Linked DNA regions of Oryctolagus cuniculus: region 2 is linked to region 1. The links are chromatin contacts, called in public Hi-C maps. All regions are on one chromosome and are shown on one strand. Each heading gives the region's core, a stretch centred on a gene start, on an enhancer-like site or on the middle of the called end of the contact. The rest is flanking DNA. Distances are from core to core; before and after follow the strand shown.

Region 1 (2,700 bases), core at 138-2,637:
GAATTTGAGGGCACTGCTCTCAGAGAAGCCACTTTTTCCTCCCTCCCTCCCTTGCTTCTCTCCCTCCCTCTCTCCTCCTTCTCTCTCTCTCCCTCTCTCCCTCTCTCTCTCTTCTTGATCAGCCTTCTTTACTCTATCTTAGATTTAGGAATGCACCAAAGGTAATGTAGAAGCCTATCAAAGAGCAGGGGCACAGTGCCCACGACTGAAAAAAAAAAAAAAAGATGAAGATAAACCCGTAGGAAAAATGATCTGCTACACTGGCGATTTTAAGAAGGCAGGTTTGGGTGAATTCTGAAAAAAAAAAAAATATACAGCAATAAAAGCCTTTTAAACACAAAAACTAAGCCGAACTTTCTACCACCGCAGGTGAAATCAGAGAGGACATGGTTACAAGAGTCTGCCTCAGGGGAACGTAAACACCTAGCGCTGGCAACAGGCACAGCGAGCACTGAGGGTTTCCAGGTAGATTTTTGGAAGGGTCTCCAAACCAGGTTTTGTCTGAGCGATGCTGACATTTTTGAGGGGAGTTAGAGACAATGGAAAAGGCTTGGTGAACCAGCTGATAGGTCGGCACGGAAAGGGGGCGCCTTCCGGAGAGGATAGTTTTGAGCCACATTATTTTAACCCTTCGTGCACCAGTTCGGCGCGCTCCACGCCAATCGGAGCAGAGAAAACAAACCCACCAAGATTTCCCGGTTTAACTCTGCCCCAGGGAGCGCCTCACGGTTTGACAGAGCAGGGCGGACTCCTAGTTGGTGGCCCAGGATGGAATTTCAGGGACGAGAACAGGAGAATTCCGCCTTATAAAGGACTGAGGCGTTAGGGGGGAGTGGGGGAGGGAGAGATGGAGAAAATAAAGTAGAAAGCGCACGTCTTAACGTCTGCGGACTCTCAAGGACACGGCTGGACTGGAGGTGGACGGGGCGCAGCTCAGCGAAACCGGAGCAGGGTGGGCGAGCCCCGGAGCCGTCGCGGCGGTGCGAGCGCGGGGCAGCGCGACACCTCGGGGCACGGAAGCGAACGAGACTGGGCACTTACTTTCGGAGGGGAAGTAGGACGGCATGTCTATCTTGTAGACCTCCTTGGCGTAGTACTCCTCGTCGCTCCTCTCGCGCTCGCAGGCGGCCGCCCTCCGGCTCGCCTTCTCCTGGAGCAAGTCCCTGGTGCTGTTGTAGATGGAGATCACCTCCGGGGGCACTTCCTCGGGCTCGGGATAGTCTTCTGGGGGGCTGGTGAGCTTCAGCTTGCTTAGGATCTGCCCGCGGATCGCCTCGATCCTCTTGCGCATGAACTGGTCCATATCGAGTGTGCTGCAGGTAGACAGGCTGAGCGCCACCGTGACCAGATGCAGGATCAGAAAAGCGCTCAGCACACAGTAGTGCATTTTTTTTTTAAAAAAGGTAGAAAAAAGTCCTTTTAAAAAATGAAAAATAAAAAGAAACCAACAATTCTCAAAGTGCAGATCAGGTGGAGCTGTTTGTTTGTTTGTTTTTTTAATGCGAAACTTTTGCAAACGATCGAGGGTCGATGCCAGATAGAAAATGTAGTTTGCTTGAATTCCTTCAAAAAGAAAATGCAAGGAGTTCCCAAACTGGAAACATTAATAAGGCATGGGCAGGGGGAACCCTGACTTTGGAAAGCAAGAAAAAAAGATTCTCTTGGAGTGACGAGGTGGGGGGAAAAGGGACGAGTGGCTATAAGGCAGAAATAAATTTAAGAGGAGGAAATGGAGTTCAGTGTGTCAGTCCCGGGTGCCGAGTGGCGGATCTGAACTCGGATCCTCCGGCCAAAAGGGAAGAGATGAAAAGGTCCCGGGGCTGGCAGCTGGCGACCTGACTGGAGGGGCGCCGCCGAGGCTGACCCGAGCAGTAATTTATATATTTAAAGAAAGAGCGGTTCGGCCGTGCCTTCCACTGCGGCGCTCAGAGCAGGGGCAGCGGCAGCTCCAGGGCAGAGGAGCGCACACGTGTGTGTATGAGTGTGTGTGTGTGTGTGTGTGTGTGTGCGCGCGCGCGCGCGTGCGCGCTCTGGGGACGAGCCCGGCGCGCCGCGAGGAGGCGGATGCGCTTCGCACGGCGCCCGGGACGCGATCGGGTGCTGCAGGGGCCGTGGACACGGCCGAGGGGGCGAGGATCCTGCTCCCGGAGCTCCGCGCTGTGGCCGCAGGGTTACTCCACGTTGCTGGTCGGTCCCGCCGCCGCCGCCGCCGCCGCCGCCGCCGCCGGCAAACGCGTCCAGCCTCCAGCTCCCTCCTTCTCCTGCACCTCCTTCTGCTCTCGCTCCAGAAGCCAACCCGGCACCAGAAGATCAGCCGCCGCCGCCGCCGCCTGCACCCCCTGCGGACCACAACAGCAGCCCGGGAGACACGCTGGCTGGGGAGTTTTATTCCTAAGAGGGTCGCGAAGGGGCTCCCTTGGACTCCCACCCTTTTCCAACCTCTCCTGGTTTCTCTCCCACTTAGACCTTCTCGCTTAGGGGAGGTAGGCACTTGCCACCCTGAAATAGACTCTCGTTCCTTCTCTGCCTTTCTGCAGCCGGGAAGCCCCCGTTAGTTCCCGAACGGATCCTTAGACCGTTACTCTGACGTTCTCCATCCTTCTCCCTGCCTCTTTCACTTGCGCTCTTGCTCTGCTCTCGCTCGCTTTCCTTCCTTCTATTTCTCTCTCTTGTTGGGAGCTTCTGGAGCTCCGCTCCGCT
Region 2 (2,700 bases), core at 154-2,653, 130 kb before region 1:
TCTTTGGACTCATGGGCTTTTCTAACAGGACGATGAATTTGATCAGCCATCAAGTTGGTATCTGTTGACACAGAATCTTAAACTAACCATCAGTGTTCTTCCAAATAAGCACTTGGAATATCTTGTTCAATGATTTTCTAATTATTATTTTCTAAGCATCTTATAAATACAATACTTAGGAGTTTATCAGATGAATGAAAAAAAATTGGAAGAGCTAAATGTGTGTTAAAACTAAGGGAGGGGGGCTGGCGCTGTGGCAAAGCGAGTTAATGCTCTGGCCTGAGTGCTGGCTTCCCATATGGGCACTGGTTCGAGATCCAGCTGCTCCATTTCTGACCCAGCTCTCTGCTATGGCCTGGGAAAGCTGTAGAAGATGGCTGAAGTCCTTGGGCCCCTGCACCTCCATGGGAGACCTGGAAGAAGCTCCTGGCTCCTGGTTTCAGATGGGTTCAGCTCAGGCCACTGCTGCCAATTGGGGAATGAACCAGTGGATGGAAGACCTCTCTCTCTCTCTGCCTCTCTTTCTCTCTCTGTGTAACTCTGACTTTCAAATAAATAAGTAAATCTTTATTTAAATATTTTATTTAAATATTATTTAATTTAAATATTTACATATTTAGGAGAGCAGGTATACTTTCAGAGAACAGTGGGATTCTCAGATAAGCCTGAAGCAAAGTAGGAAATTGTCATACTGAAATACTTCAAAAAGTTGAAGAAATATTGGATTAAATGATAAGCTTTCTTTGCTACAAAAATTTTGAAACCTATGCAATTGAAGAGCCTTGAAAAATTCACAGGAAATGTGTATTATGAGAAAAATTGTGGATGGATCTCAAAATATTTTGTAACAACATATTTTCTTTTTAATTCCATTTTCCATGAACATTGTGAAATACATTCGTATTCATATCACTATCAATTCCAACCCCACCTTTCTGCCTCAAGAGATGAATAAGACCTTCAATGAGTTTGTAATTCAGCTAAAGATTCCCCTATTAGGGATGATTTGATATTAGAGCCAGAAAAGCTCTAAAACCTCTCCTTACTCCATTCCTGACCTCTTAAATTCCATCCGCATGTTACTACCTGGATCTCTTGTGAGATTGTAAAAGTTTACTATTTTATGGAACAGGGAGAGGGGAGGGAGCTATAACCCTAGACTGGAAATGCTCTGCTTTATAATCGTCTTGCTCTTTTTGTCAAAATTTCTGGATCTAAAGCTCTGCAGAGACAACTTATATAATTGTTATTCTCATTGTTTTAGAAGCACTGGACCTGATGGATGGCTAATCATGAGCACTTAAAAGACGAAGGATTGTGAAGGCATCTCCATTTCAGACTGGGGAAAGCACAGAAGTATTCTACCTAGTAGATCATAGATAAAAATAGCTAGCGTCTGCTGGTGCCAGGTACTTTTCATGATTCTCTCATCTCATGCTCACAGCCAGCTTATGAGATGGGTGCTACATTATTCCCACTTAATACACAAGGAATCCAAGGCACGGAGAGGTTTTGCCACTTGTCAAAGGTTATAGTCATTGAGACTGGACCTCAGTCCTACACTGATAAAGTTCCAAAGCCTAATCTCTTAACTGTGGTGTGCAGCTGCCTCCAGGCACACGGCTTCTCCCAGTGGAAGTCCTGAAGCTGTCTCCAAAGAGTGCTTGCTTAGACTTTAAGAAAAAAGAGTTGTTTTCTCTAAAGGAAAAGCGGATGCTTCCTTTGGAGAAGGAGAAAGGGAGAATGAGCTGACTGCCAAGACAATCTGAGGCTCTCCTGGGTCCTGCAGTGGGTGGGCCCGGTAGGGAAAATTATGCCTAGCAAGTCACTGATGATAAGGGCCATGCTCTAAAGAATTCCACAGAAGCCATAGCTGTGTGCCTTACTCAGCATGACAGCAAAAAAAATATATATATATATACTAAGATTTAAACACCTAAAATTAGTATAAGGTGTTATTGGCAGCACAATTTCAGTAACAATCCATCCCCTAATTCCCAGCAGAACTAGATAAAAGAGGGCCTCTTATTTTTCATTGAAACTTGCCCCTTTTGTGTCCACAATCATTCAGTTGCTGCAATGGAACTCTGTATAAATTAAAATCCCTCTGAACTTGCTGTCTTTGTTTCCTGGTTCCAATTTAGTCACAGAATGAAGGAGCTTCATCACCACCAGAAGCCAATAAAATATTAACACATAACTCTTTGTTACATTATATTTTAGAGTTTTTGTCTTAACAATATTGGGTCTGAAATGTTATCCTTGACTAAGAGAAACCGAGAGAAAAGGAGAATGGTCTTTCACAAAGAGACAAGCAGGAAGCGGTCTGGAAAGGGGAGCTGACCCTGTGGATTTGCTTATGGAGACAATGGCTTTACTGAATTAAGCTCTGAAAAGCAGCCCTGAGAAAAGAAGGAAGGAGGAAGAAGAGAAGCCAAGGGCTGATTCCTCTCCTCTCCGAGGGAAGTTTGAGAAAGAATGTGACGTGACTAGAGCAGCCAGAGAAAAGCAAGAAATGTCAGAGAGCCCTCAGTCCCAGGTGTTTACTTCTCCATGGCCCAACACAGGACCAAACCTAGAAGTCAACGGGGCCAGGAAGGAAAGGAAAGAGAAAAGACACACTGTGTCGGTGCTCTCACAGGGAGTCAAATGCCAAGGAACATGGCATGACAATTGAGAGGACAGAGTGTCTGTAGGAAT

Evidence for each region. Hi-C and Micro-C count contacts between places; a contact is called where the count stands out from the background.
Region 2: a Hi-C map of skin fibroblasts shows a contact between it and region 1, with 2.7 times the contacts expected there. The contact joins the enhancer-like site here to the promoter of TGFB2 in region 1. A contact is called at or near these places in 2 of 6 Hi-C or Micro-C datasets (psoas muscle and skin fibroblasts).

The regions. Positions count from the first base shown.
Region 1 is chr13:32,629,845-32,632,544 of mOryCun1.1, reverse strand. It overlaps TGFB2 (transforming growth factor beta 2), which reads right to left and starts at 1,387. Exons shown (of 8, transcript NM_001082660.1): 1 at 1,042-1,387. The coding sequence starts at 1,387.
Region 2 is chr13:32,757,359-32,760,058 of mOryCun1.1, reverse strand. No RefSeq gene overlaps it. Among named protein-coding and RNA genes, the nearest start is that of TGFB2, 130 kb to the right of the region's middle. Within about 2 kb of position 1,403, at least 1 of the 8 cell types and tissues checked has an H3K27ac peak or open chromatin away from gene starts, as enhancers often do.